Regions from separate parts of the Triticum aestivum genome. Here region 2 is linked to region 1. Evidence: chromatin contacts called from public Hi-C data. All regions are on one chromosome and are shown on one strand. Each heading gives the region's core, a stretch centred on a gene start, on an enhancer-like site or on the middle of the called end of the contact. The rest is flanking DNA. Distances are from core to core; before and after follow the strand shown.

What was found. Hi-C and Micro-C count contacts between places; a contact is called where the count stands out from the background.
Region 2: a contact with region 1 is called in a Hi-C map of leaf, with 3 times the contacts expected there. The contact joins the promoter of LOC123123909 here to the enhancer-like site in region 1. A contact is called at or near these places in 3 of 5 Hi-C or Micro-C datasets (leaf and an unstated tissue).

Annotation. Positions count from the first base shown.
Region 1 is chr5D:561,069,624-561,076,430 of IWGSC CS RefSeq v2.1, reverse strand. LOC123123908 (mediator of RNA polymerase II transcription subunit 13) reads right to left here. Exons shown (of 23, transcript XM_044544560.1): 23 at 6,224-6,807. The coding sequence ends at 6,544. Among protein-coding and RNA genes, the nearest start is that of LOC123123908, 20 kb to the right of the region's middle. Within about 2 kb of position 5,545, at least 1 of the 8 cell types and tissues checked has an H3K27ac peak or open chromatin away from gene starts, as enhancers often do.
Region 2 is chr5D:561,128,973-561,135,787 of IWGSC CS RefSeq v2.1, reverse strand. It overlaps LOC123123909 (ABC transporter G family member 3), which reads right to left and starts at 2,658. Exons shown (of 11, transcript XM_044544565.1): 1 at 1,766-2,658; 2 at 1,574-1,653; 3 at 437-723; 4 at 31-202. The coding sequence starts at 2,234.

The sequences.
Region 1 (6,807 bases), core at 4,296-6,795:
TTGCGGGATGATGCATTACAGAACGAGTAAAGAGACTTGCCGGTAACGAGATTGAACTAGGTATGAGGATACCGACGATCGAATCTCGGGCAAGTAACATACCGATGACAAAGGGAATAATGTATGTTGTCATAACGGTTTGACCGATAAAGATCTTCGTAGAATATGTGGGAGCCAATATGAGCATCCAGGTTCCGCTATTGTTTATTGACCGAAGAGGTGTCTCGGTCCTGTTTACATAGTTCTCGAACCCGTAGGGTCCGCATGCTTAACGTTCAATGACGATTTGTATTATGAGTTATGTGTTTTGGTGAACGAAGTTTGTTCGGAGTCCCGGATGAGATCACGGACATGACGAGTCGAAATGGTTGAGAGGTAAAGATTGATATATCGGACGATGGTATTCGGACATCGGAATAGTTCCGGAATGTTTCGGGTATTTTTCGGAGTACCGGGAGGTTACCGGACCCCCCCCCCCCCAAAGAAAGTGATGGACCTACATGGGCCACAGGGGAGAGGGGAGGCAGCCCACAAGGGGTGGCCGCGCCCCCCCTCCCATGGGGAGCCCGAATTGGACTAGGGGAGGGGGCGCGCCCCCCTTTCCTTCTCCTCTTCCCTCTCCTTCCCCCTTTCCCCCTCCAGAAGAAGGAAGGGGGAGGCTGAATTGGACATGGAGTCCAAGTCGGTTTCCTCCCCCCTTGGCGCGCTCCTTTGCCGGCCTCCTCCCTCTCCTCCTTTATATACGGGGCAGGGGGCACCCCAAAGCACATCAATTGTTCTCTTAGCCGTGTGCGGTGCCCCCTCCATAGTTTACTCCTCTGGTCATAGCGTCGTAGTGCTTAGGGAAGCTCTGCGCGGATCACATCACCATCACCGTCACCACGCCGTCGTGCTGACGAAACTCTCCCTCGACTCTCTGCTGGATCAAGAGTTCGAGGGACGTCATCGAGCTGAACGTGTGCTGAACTCGGAGGTGTCGTACGTTCGGTGCTTGATCGGTTGGATCGTGAAGACGTTCGACTACATCAACCGCGTTAAACTAACGCTTCCGCTTTCGGTCTACGAGGGTACGTGGACACACTCTCCCCCTCTCGTTGCTATGCATCTCCTAGATAGATCGTGCGTGATCGTAGGAATTTTTTTCAAATTGCATGCTACGTTCCTCAACATTGCCACCATCGTTCGCGTTGTGTTTGCCGAAGACGGCATTCACCAGCCTGGACGGGTGAGGGCAGTGGCGCCGACTACGAAGAGTTTATCGGAAAGACAGCTTGTATCTGGCTAGCTCGTCGGGCAACCCAGGCGCTGCAAGCCGAAGAGCTCCTTCTTCTGCTCGCTGGAGAGGCCGTCCCACAAGATTTTGGAGCCGGAGGCCATGGCAGGTGTGGTACAAGGAGGAGATGGAGAGCTGAGGTGAGGTGTGGTTCACGCCCGGCGCCTAGCCACATTTATGTAGCGGGCAGATGTGAGGCGCCAGTCGGAGAGGTGTTTAATGCCGGCCGGTACAGGGACGGACGTGTGGCGCTTGAGGCACCAGAGTAGGTTCCTTGACACACGTGCTGGTTTAACAGACGGGTGTCGTTTCAATGCGGCGAGAAGGCGTGCGCAACGTGTTGCGCTCTCGGTCGGCAAGCCGCTTCAATGCCTGCTCCAGTTAGCGACCGCGTCCGCTCTGGGCCGATATGAATGCGGAGCTGGCGCTCTGGTGTGAAAGTGCGCGGGCGAGGGAGAGGGGTTTTGGGCGGGTCAAGTTTGTCGGTCGCTTACGAGGCAGCGGTCCGGACTCCGGCAAAGCCCCCCGGTTTGCTTCCGGTTTGCGAGAAAAAAGACATCCGGACCGGCCCACGGACACATACATAACCGTGTTAGATGACAAAACATGTCTGGGCGCGCGGTCCGGATGATTGCGGGTCCGCGTTGAAGATGTCCTTCTCCCGGTGATGGGATGCATATGCATTTGCTTCTCAAGGACCACACTGATTTACTCATGTTACTACTCCACCTGCGTCGCTTTCTCCTCAGTATCAGTAGTACTGTACCAGTTAGTACTACTCTACATTAATCGAATTTATGATGATGGCTTTTACTCTGTAATCTGTGTTTGCCAATCTCCCCGGATATCATCATGAAATGAACGAGACGCGTGCGCTGGATGGACAAGTACCGATTCGATCGAGTATTCTATTCTTGTCTGATCCTATTCTACTGGCAGATCCAGCCAGATTCAGACCAGACAGACATTGCAACTCTAGGACCAGCTTAAGCATCTAAAACAATTTTCAATCTAGTACTAGGGAGTAACTAATCACCCACACGCATGTGTGCGGTGCAGATCTCCATGATAGCCACATGTGTGCAGTACATTCCATCTGTACTGGTACTCCGGTACCAATAGATTACTTCTCATTTTAAAAGTAACCATGGCAGCGAAAGGATTAAAGGGATCCTAAGACAGACAGCAAGAGTGAAAGGTCAAAGTGTGTCATTTAGCGCAATGATGGTCCATCAGCTGGAGCTGCTCACTTTAAGCACCATCAGCAAACAAGCAACAACACCAATAGGTTAACCTCCAAAAAAGTTCAAACGAGGGTGGGCAAAGGCGAAAGAATCAAACAAAAGAAGAGAAGCTTCTCATCTAACAAAACGAGGGTGCAATACGATGTTTTTTGCTGAGAGCTCCTCAGCTCAGATGTCCAAATGACTTGAAATTTGAAGCAGGCATCACGCATAAAATTTTCTACCGCACAAAAAAAATGGAATTTTTTGAATTTGTTTTCAATTTGCTACGAATTTTTTTCTAACCGGGTGCAGATGAGCCTGGGCACCGAAATGCCCTACTCGATGAATCATATACTGCTCCTTCCAAATCCATATTAATTTTCGTTAATTTCGTAGTACAACTTTATATATACGTATACTAACAACGGGCATGCATGTGCATTTGCTTCCCAAGGACAGGTCACCAACATTGATGCAACTTTTTCATCCATCTGCATCGCTTTCACCTCATTATCACTGTACATTTGTAGTACAACTGTACGTACGTGATTACAATCGAATTGATGCTGCTGGGTTTGCATGCGCTGTAATCTGTGTTTGCCAATTTCTTTGAACTAAAACCACCACGAGTAAATCGGAACGGAGGGAGTACTTCCTCCGTTCCTAAATATAAGTCTTTGGAGAGATTTCATTATGGACCACATACGGAGTAAAATAAGTGAATCTATACTCTAAAATGCATTTAGATACATCCGTATGTTGTCCATATTGAAATCTCTATACAAACACTTATATTTAGAAACAGAGGGAGTAGTACGTAGTGTATCATGAAATGAATGAATGCGCCAGGTCACGTGTGCTAGCATGCAGTAGGGCAATTCGATCGAGTATTCTATTCTTGTCTGATCCAACTACAGCCAGATTTAGACCAATATTTGTAACCGTAGGGCCAGCTAGCTTAATGCTTCGTCCCAAAATACTTGGATAAAATTGGATGTATGTATAACTAAAAAACATTTAGATTCATCCATTTCTCTGACAAGTATTTCCAGACGGAGGGAGGGAGGGAGTAGTATAATTATTAATAAAGCACTTGACAAAACAATCTTCAATCTAGTACTCCAGTAGGAGTACTCCGTAGACAGAGAGACTGAAAGGTCGGAATGTGTCATTTGCTGGCTCAGTGATGGTCCATCCGATCGATCCATCAGCTGGAGCTGTTTTCTTTCTTCTGCAAACACCATTAGCTAGCCTAGCAGCACCTGTGACACTTTGACACCGTCAAGGACTTTCGTTGTGGAGTGCATGTTTGCATTGGCTGGCCCAGCTCCAAACAAGACAAGAGCTGCATCTACACTGCACTCAGCTGTGCTCATGCATGGTCACATGGCACAGTCGAGCAACAAGCTTCACTTGGCTGCCGTGCAGTCCAATCTACTGTAGGATAGATAGATAGATGCATCCTATCCTATGTACTTACTACCCACGGTCTGTCTTGTCTTACCTGACGTGACGAGCCAAAAAACGACGTGTGAAATACTTACCGTCTTGTATCTTGACACGGAGGGAAGGGAGTCCTGTGTTGGTGTACAGCACACTACTTGGTTACAAGGAAGGAAGGAATTGCATCGCCACCTTGCAATTGCTGGCAAGGAAATTTTACTTGCATACAAAGGCAAAAATAAAAATAAAAAGATGCTTCAATTTCTATCTAGGCTTGCACATGTCGGTGGGGTTCTTCTTTTCTTAGGGATCGATGTGTGCGTACAATTCCATCTACATCTACATACATCCGTGCGCATTTCTTCTTTCCTACGGTAATGTAATGTACCCAAGACTTGGGGAAGAGATATCGATAGTGCCCAGCCGTGGCTCGGGGAAGAAGAAGCAGCAGCAGCAGCAGCAGCTAGAGATTTCTCCAGAGCGCCTTTCATAATTTTTTTAAGGCCGTCGGGCCAAACACTGAGTCTCTGAACCATAGCCTCTATAGGTTTTTTTTTTTAATTGCATTTGCTTGAAGTTTGATGATGATGGATTTGCTCTGTAATCTGTGTCTGCCAACCTCCCCATTCCCCAGATATCATCTCGACTATTCTATTCTTGAAGTTTTTAAATTAAATTGTATCATGAAATGAATGAATGCTCTGCTACTGCTTTGATCATCTCGACTAGTATTCTATTCTTGTGTCATCCTGCTCTACTGGCAGCTTCTACGGCCAGATTCAGATGAGTATAAAAAGCATAAAACCACCACAATTGCGGTGTCATCAACAGTTTACCACCAATTTTTAAAATTAGACAAAAAAACACCGCACACAACACTAAACTTTTACAGAACACACTAGCCAGCACTAAACAATCTTCAATCTACTAAGAGTAATTGCATAAATAAATAAATAATCGCCCAAACCACACGCATGTGTGAAGTGCAGATCTCCATGACAGCCACATGCAGGTGTGCATCAAGTACATTCCTCCATTTGTACTCCAGCGCCAGCAGCAGATCAGGTGTGATAATCTATGTATAACCATTGCAGTGCAGTGTCACTTACACCGTGGACTTGTCAAGTGCCTGTTTCCATTGGCCGACCCAGCTCCAAGAGGACAAAGAGAAAGGCTGGATCTAGCCAAACTGTAAATTTCAAAAAAAAAAAAATTGAAAAAATCCATGGTTTTTTTTGTCGTAAACTTTGACAAATGTTTTGTGTGCTTGTAAAAGTTTATCATGAAAGGACATTCATGTAAGTCATTACAAAAAAAGAACAAAAATGCTATTTTTGAAAGCATTTTGGTGTGTTGATCTTGTCTTTTTACCATGACTTCCACGAATGCATTTCTTGATAAAAAAATTCCATCATACAAAATATTTGTCAAAGTTTGCCACACACAAAAATTATTCAATTTTACTGGTCATCTAAACTCATTTTGAGCTCGGGAGTAGAAAAAGGACTTTCACACTCACACCGACAAGATGGTCCCTCAACAAACTTCACTTGGCTGCAGTACAACAAACCAAGGATGCATCCAACCAGTGTGTGCTAGTGACAAACCAAGGACCACCCACTGCCTATCTGGTAAGGCTTGCATGCATACAGTTGTACCTGACCTGACCAGCCAAGAAGGCATGTGAAATACTATGTGCTTGGTTTATAAGAAAGCTGCAACATGCGTATGTATGTATGTACCAACAGCTTGCAATTGCTGCCAAGGAAATTTTACTTACACGGCCAGGCAGTAAAAAAGAAGATCTTATGTGTTTCTCAGCTCCAATTCTAGGTTAATTAGCCCTTAAGGACAAGATGCGGTTGAGCTAAGCTCGAGCTCATGTGAACTCTAGTGAACAGTAAAATCAATAAATCAATAAATAAATAACAGATTCAAAAATTCTGAATAGGTTGTTTATATAACAAAATTGACAAATGTTTTCATAGCCTGTAAAGTTTCGATGACATTCACGGAAAACATGGCAAAACAAACAAAATCGATGCTCCAAAAGTGTTATTTTCTGAAGCAATTTGGAGCATCGCTTTTCAGAAGCACTGGAAAGGGGTATTACCGGGACAAAAGAAAGAAAAGAGAAGCTTCTCATCTTAAGTTCTTAACGGATTTCTCCCTGCCCTCCTTCATTCACACTCGAGGAGCTAGAGTGAGTTAGTGAGAGATTCCAGTAGCTCCTGCAGCTGCCACTTACTTAGGGCATCTCCAACGCCTTAACACGCAAAAATTGAAAAATAAAGGTGTCAGCAGCAACATGAAACCTCAAGCCGATGAACGACAAATACGACTGAGTTACCTTCTACAATGTTACAACGATTACATTCCAGGGAGAGGTATTGCTATTACACACATCCTCAACCCAAGAAATTAGCACTCTTGCTATCAAAGCAAAACCGGGCTAGGCCAGCTCATCAACGCACTCTTCACCTGCCTACCTACCTAATCTAGATACAACAGAGACAGACACTTAGGTTTAAGCAGCATCTAGCCCTTGTAAAACAAACAGCTATAGTTTCGATCATGCGAATTAGCGATCACCTCTCTAAGCTAGCTAACATCTCCCTTGTCTGTTGGCTGAGAGAGATGTCGATCGGCGTAGTGGAGAAGTCTCCTCAACCTCAGAACCATATCACAGTGGAAGGGGAGCGCGCTGCGCCTTTCCATGTACACCGGGCTCACTGTCATCCACGAAAGGGCGTGGAGCTCGGCAGCCACCGCTTCCAGCACATTGTGCATGTCAGTTACGTAATCACGGGCTGATGTTTCATGCCTTGCAGCCTGCTTGCTCCCTCTGCTCATCTTGTCTTGGAC
Region 2 (6,815 bases), core at 1,409-3,908, 62 kb before region 1:
AATTAATACTATAGAGGAACACTCATTCACCTGCAGGCAAGCCAATGTTTCCCCAAAGAAGAGGGTATTCCCATTTGAAAGCAAGCAAATCCGATCAAAAAGTCCAAAAACCTCCGTGCTGCTTTGATACATTGTGAAGATGACTGTGCACCCAGTGCTGGCAAGTTTCTTCAGTGTTACCATCAAGAGTAGTGCAGAAACACTGTATCAAAAGAAACAAAAAGAGAAGTTAGTTACGTGGTGCAATTTACTCTGTACCTGTACTACAATTTGCAAAGATACAAGCCATAAAGCAAGACCCATCCTACATGAACCACAGCAGCTTAAACCGACGTTTCTCTCTGATTGCAGGACAACCACACGCATACTCAACAGGTACTGTTTTTTTAGTAAGAATCCGAAGAGTTAAATAATAGTTATGGAGAAAAGGAATAACCTGTCAAGGTGATACAAAGGCTCATCGATGAACAAAACATGTGGCCTCATCACAAGCTCTCTTGCAATGCTGACCCGCCTCCTCTCGCCAGTCGGAAGCCTCTTCGTGAAGCAGTGTCCACCAATGAGTTTGTCAGCATAGTCACCTAACGACATGGCCGCGATAGCATCTTCCACAAATGACTTCTTTGATGAGAAGACGCCGGGGAGCTGCAAGAGCGCCGAATAGTACAGCATCTCCCGTACTGTGAGAGATTCGATTAGCACATCGTCCCGGTCAACATACCCCTACAAGCACTCCAAGGAACAGGACATAAACAATCCATGGTATGCAGTGCTAGCATCATCAGCAGCAAAATCAACATCTTATTTTTAGCAATGTAAACGTATGAACTGATGGAACAGTGGACAAATGAAGCGGCATAGATGGAAGTGGTTGGTCATAGATAATTCAGTTAAATTTGGTGGGGAACGATCAAATCGATCCCTGATAGGTGACACGAACTTGAAACGTCATCCTTTGAGCATACAGAGTACTTGTAAATGTGGTGTGTTATGCCACTAATGTCCATCAATCAATGAGATCTTAGTGCCAATATGATGGGCACTATTAGTTCACAGTAGTCTGAAGATTTTTGATTTAAGAGAACACACACACGCTTTTCATCAGACATGTGCATTTTTTTTTCAGGTGTGCATGGGCAAATTAAGTAGGTTCAGACTTGAAGCACCAGAATTGGGAGGCAGCAGAGTAGTAACTAGACTAGTAGTGGTCTGTGTGAGGAAGAAAGAGCTTACATATGATCCATATGGTGATAGGTAATTCGGTTGTTTGGTGTGACACGATCAAATCGATCACTTGCACCCGACGACACTAAACTTGAAACATGATGCTTTGAGCATGTGGAGTAGTGGTGAATGTGATAAGTGGCATCTCTAAATGGCCATCAAGCAGTGAGATTTGGCCGGTATGATAAGTGGCATTAGTTCACAGTAGTCTGAAGGTGTTTGATTTAACATAGGACACACACTCTCCTTTTCAGTAGGAGTGTCCGTTTTCTTTTTTCAGATGGGCAAATAGTTCCAGAGTCCAGACTTGAAACATCAAATTGTACATCAAATGGAAGAAAGAGCTTACATATGATCCATATGGCAAGGGTGACTTGACGCCATTGACGAAGACCTCGCCGTACATCCGCTCGGCGCCGCGCAGCCTCCCTGAGAGCAGAGCGGTTAGTGAGCTCAAATTCAGTCAGTCAGTCAATGGCAGCAGGGTGGAGCTCAAGTTGAGTCAATGGCAGCGACGGCGAGGCAAAGAATCTGTAATAACCTGATATGGCTCGGAGGAGGGTGGATTTGCCGGAGCGGGCGGGGCCCATGACGACGGTGAGGGTGCCGGGCAGCGCGTAGCCGCTGGAGCCCCTGACGACGCGTCCGGGGCGGCGGCCGTCCCGGACGGAGACGCTGAGCTCCTTCCAGACGAGCGCGGCGCCGGCCACCTTGCGCTCCCGGAATCCGGAGCCGGAGGCGGAGGGCCCGGGGAGAGAGGGGGACGGGGACGGGTAGGCGCTGCTGGCGGCGGAGGCGGAGGCGAGGTGGATGGAGGAGGAGGAGGAGTCGTGGGCGGCCCCGGCGGCGTCGACGGTGATGTCGTCCCCCCAGTCCGGCGAGTCCTCGAAGGAGACGGGCCGGCCCGGCCTCGGGAAGTAGTAGCGCCGCCCCGCGCCGCCGGCCGGGGCGGAGGGGCTGCCCGCCGAGGAGGAGCTCGAGCGGTACTGGTCCGACGACGTCGCCTCCATCGCCAATAAGATAGAGAGGGGGAGAGAGAGTGGAGATGAGTGGGAGTGGGAAATCTCTCTGCTCTGCTTGGCTTTGATTTGCTTCGCTCAAGTTGCTCTGGTCTGGAATCTAGGACGCCATTGCCGCTTTGGCTTTCGGCTTTGGGGCTCCCTTTTCGCTTTGTTTAAAGAGAGGATTTTCCTCTTTCCTCGGTGGTGCTCTGCTCGCTCTCTTTAATGGAGTGCTGCTCCTCTCTGCGGAAGAGAAAGGCGTCGAGCTAGCTGAGCTGAGCCGAGCTGAGCTGCAGGAGAGCAGAGCAAGAGCAGGAGTGGAGTGGGAGGGGAGAGAGTGAGGGTGAGCATGTGAGTGTGTGATGGCCCAGCTGGCAGAAATGGAGACGGACGGAGCCTCGGGAGGCGGGTAGCGGAGGAGTGGGGAGTGGAGTGGCGTAGAGCGGTTTGTAGAGTGGAGCAGTGTCGTCACGAGGACCGAGGAAGACGACGACGGAGGACAGACGGACAGGCGACGCGACTCTGGCCGTCTGGCGACAGCAACAGTAGAGAGAGGAGACTGGTGACCACTCCGCTTCGCTCACTCCCTCCCAAACAAGAAACAACACCAATACCACTACCACTACCCAACAAAACAATGAAGAAAATTACTCCACTCCACTCCTGATTAATTATTAGAAAACTGGTTTGTTGCAACTGACCGCAAACGGACGTCCGGTTTGGCGGTTTTTGTCCCTTTGGGGCGGCAATGGGTTCGCCCATGTCCGCGTTTGTCTGATGGGTTGTGGGTGCGCCCAACGCGCGGTCGCACCCAAAACATGTCCGGTATGGACGTGAATAAAAAAATATATAAAAACTAGAATGAAATGACTAAAAAAAGTACATGAACGCATTTAAAAAAACATAAAACATATATAGGGGTAACGGCCACAAAACGGCTTAGTTTCTCAATACACTTAAACGGCCCAGTTTAATAATTAACATAAAAACAAAATTAAAAAACGCCTCCCGCGCGCTCCTGCCGCGCCCGTCGATGCCGTGGCTGTCGCCGTCTTCACTGGCCGCCGGTGTCGTCGTCGCTGAGGTGGGCCGGCGGTGCGTGGTAGACGGGGGCGGGCTGGCCGGCGGGAGGTGCCTGCACCACCTCCTCCCGTGGCGACACCTCCCGCTCCGGTGACCGCGGCGGCGTGGGGCACCAGTTCACGCCCACGGCGTCGGCCATCTCCGGGCCGTGCACGACCAGCCCCACCCCTGGCCCACCAGGGCCGGGTGGAACGCGGCCACCGGCGGCTCCTCCACCACCTCCTCCTTCGGCACCATCTCCAGCTCGGGGATGGCGACCTCGCCGGCGGCGGAGCGGGCCAGCATCTCCTCAAGGCCCTCCCACTGGCGCTCATCGTGCGTGCGCATGGAGTCCTCCATGACGCGCGCAACGAGACGGGCCTCCTCCTCCTCCGTCATGCGAGGAGGTGGTGGTGGCGATGGAGATGGCGAAGGCGACGGCGTGGGTGTGACGCCGCGCACCCGCCTACGCCCGCGCTTCTGGGGAGAAGGCGCTGCGCGCTCCCGACGTGGCCGCCGCGGCCCCGTCGACATCCCGACGAAGAACGACGCGCGCCTGGTGTCGTGCTCGTCACGAAACCAGGTGTCCCAGAGCCCGGAGTCGGGGGCGTACCTAGCTTCGTAGAAGAGGTCGTCGGGGAGGAGGCGGCGGCGGCGCTCAATCTCCTCGTCGCGCGCACGGCCGCTCGTCGGGACTGGCGGGATCGGGACCCGGTCGGCGGAGAGATGCCAGTTATTGGGGAGGTGGACGTCGCTCCAGGGGAGCGGCGTCCTCGTCTCCCAATAACGGCGGCACACCGACGCGCGGATGTAATGCCGGTCGCGCTTGCTGGCGGACGTGGGCGCGATGGAGAACGCGGGCGGCGTGGGGCCCGGCGTGGTGGCGATGACGACGCGGGCTCCTCCTTCTTCACCGAGCCGCGGCAGCGTCCCGACGAGGAGCCAGCCTCGCGGTCGTGCTTGCCTTTGCGGCCGTAGTTCCATAGCCCCATGGCTGCGGGCGGCCGGCCGGCGAGTTCTTGGCTAGGGTTTGGGATTGGGGCTGTCGGGTTTCGAGGAGGCCGCGGGGTGGCGTGGGGCAGTGTGGAGGACGAGCGGTCCACGGTTCCCACTTAAAGAAGGACGGCGACCTTTCGATGTGCGGATGACAGGTGGGGCCGCCCGCTCGTGCGCATTGATGTGGGCGGGTGGGAGGTAGGTGGCCGCCTGCCACGCGGCCCCGACGCGGACGAGGCGCGCGTCCGTTTTACCCCAAAACGACGCGGACGAGGCAAGTTTGCGCTCGAAATGGGTCGGCCCGGACAGAAAACGGACAAGATGGGTCCGGGCCGTCGCGCGCTGGGCCGCCTCGTTTGTCCCTTTTACCCCAAACGGACGGGACCGGACAGGATGGGGTCGTGCGGTGGAGTTGGCCTGAGTAGGAGGAAGAGTTTCCATCTCTTCTTTTGCATAGGACTTTTTCTTTTCCCCTTTGCTTTTGATCTTGTATGTCTATGTGTGAGGGAAAAGAATTCAGTTCAAACGTGGGCGGCAAAAGGGAGAAAGGGTCACACAAAAGAAAAGAAGCTTCTAAGTTAACTTCTCCCCTTCTTTCCTTCCTTCACACTCAAAGTGTACAAGAGCGAGAGATTCCAACGGCTGCCAAGTCTACTTTTTTTTTTCTTTTGAAAACCGAGGTAAGAGATTTGCCTCGTTTGTTGATTAAGGAGAAGTACTACTGACGGTTATTACATAGGAGCAGTACAGAGCTTAATTCATAGGACATCTGACGGTTATTACATAAACCAATTACTCTCGAGGTATGGTGTTGCTCGAGTGTCTGGCGCACGCCGTCACCCAGATTAAGCCTAGCCGCGTCACCCTCACCCAGATTGGGACGCCATGGTCAGTCGGTGATCAATGTTGGGTCTCGCCATGTTGAGCCACCAACGCTGACGGGAGCGCTTTGACGCCCATCAATCCACCAAGCTAAGCCAGTCTTCGACAAATCTCCAAACACGCAACTTGAGTCTACATTTGTAGAACAGGTGTGATGTCGTCTCGTTGGCGCTCTTGCAAACCGCACCTCCACCGACGACGTCAACGGCCACGCAGAGGCGGCGGACAACAACCACTAACGACCAGGAGGCGGATAAAGTAGGGCGTAGGAGACGGCCGCCCACTCTGGATAAGTATAGACAAATGAAAATCCAAATGTTTATAAAGAAAAATGTCGTGTCTACTTCAATTTTGTTTGGCTCTTATGAAAAATAGTGTTCGTGGATGCGCCCAAACGCCGCCTGCGGATGGATAGTGTGTCCGATGTACGGAACGACGTCGCAGATGCCTCGTAGTAATTCTGTTTGGAACCAGTAGAATTTGAGTGCCTTGTTCACTACGTAGTGTGTTCCTCATTAGCAGTGTACTCGCTCGTTTTTGAGGTTTTCATACAAGCCAGCCACAAGTACTACTCCTCATGGGAAAATATCTAGTGATACCATCCTTCACATGTTCCTATGATATCAAGTTAAAATTTTCAAATTTAAACATCTTAAAAATTACGAAAAAAACCATGGATGTTTACAACATATATGTCTACAGCCCCTAAAAAATTCAGATCAAAATTCGAAATACGCATGGAGAAACAAAAATGACAAATTCAGACGTGAATAGTGTCATCTTTGCTTTTGTCTTCTTTTGACACTATTCATGAAAGATTTGCCATTTTTGTTTCTCTGTGTATATCGTGAACATCCATGATTTTTTTAGAATCTTTTGGAACGTCTAAATTTGGATTTTTTAAGTTGGTACCATAGGAGTATTTATGGGTTGGTATCACCTGACACAAGGAGTACCATAGTACTATTTTTGGTCAGATAATACAAGTACGTAACGTATTGCAATACCAATACGCATGAAGATGTCCACTAGAGCATATACAATCGGACCCTCATATCCGCCCCGGACGTCCTAGAGGGCTGCCCGGTTGCTGCCCGTACGCAAACTTGTCATTGCCCTTGGCAAATTTGGCTCAAACGCCTGGACTGACTCGTACTCCACATACCTAGCCTATATCTGGGGCGGTAATGGGACGCCTGGACGCGCCCGTCCTATAGGACTTGCTGGAATTTTTGTCTATTTTGGGCCAGACCAACAATTAATTTCAGAAATTCCTAATAAATCCTAGAGGCACACTTAGCTCATTCGTGCAAGGCAAAAGGTGGAACTAAAGTTTGGTCCCACATTGTTAGTTCGGTAGGAGTTGGACCTCCTTATAAGGGAGGTTGTTTCCCCACATGTATGAGCATGAGAACAAGAGGGACATTCACGCGCGCTCCTCCTCCGCCGCCTGTTGCGGGAATGAGCCGAGCCGATGTCTAAATTTTTGCCACGCATGATGGGTATACGAAAGGTCACTCGACAGCTGGAAAGTTTTTGCTATAGGTTCGCTGCACCCTTCGGCTGTTGCCTGTTCGTTTCGTCTCCCTCCTTTGCTTAGCTCCCGTCGCAGCCTATTTGCCTCCCTCTCGCCACCGAGTCCCAATCTCT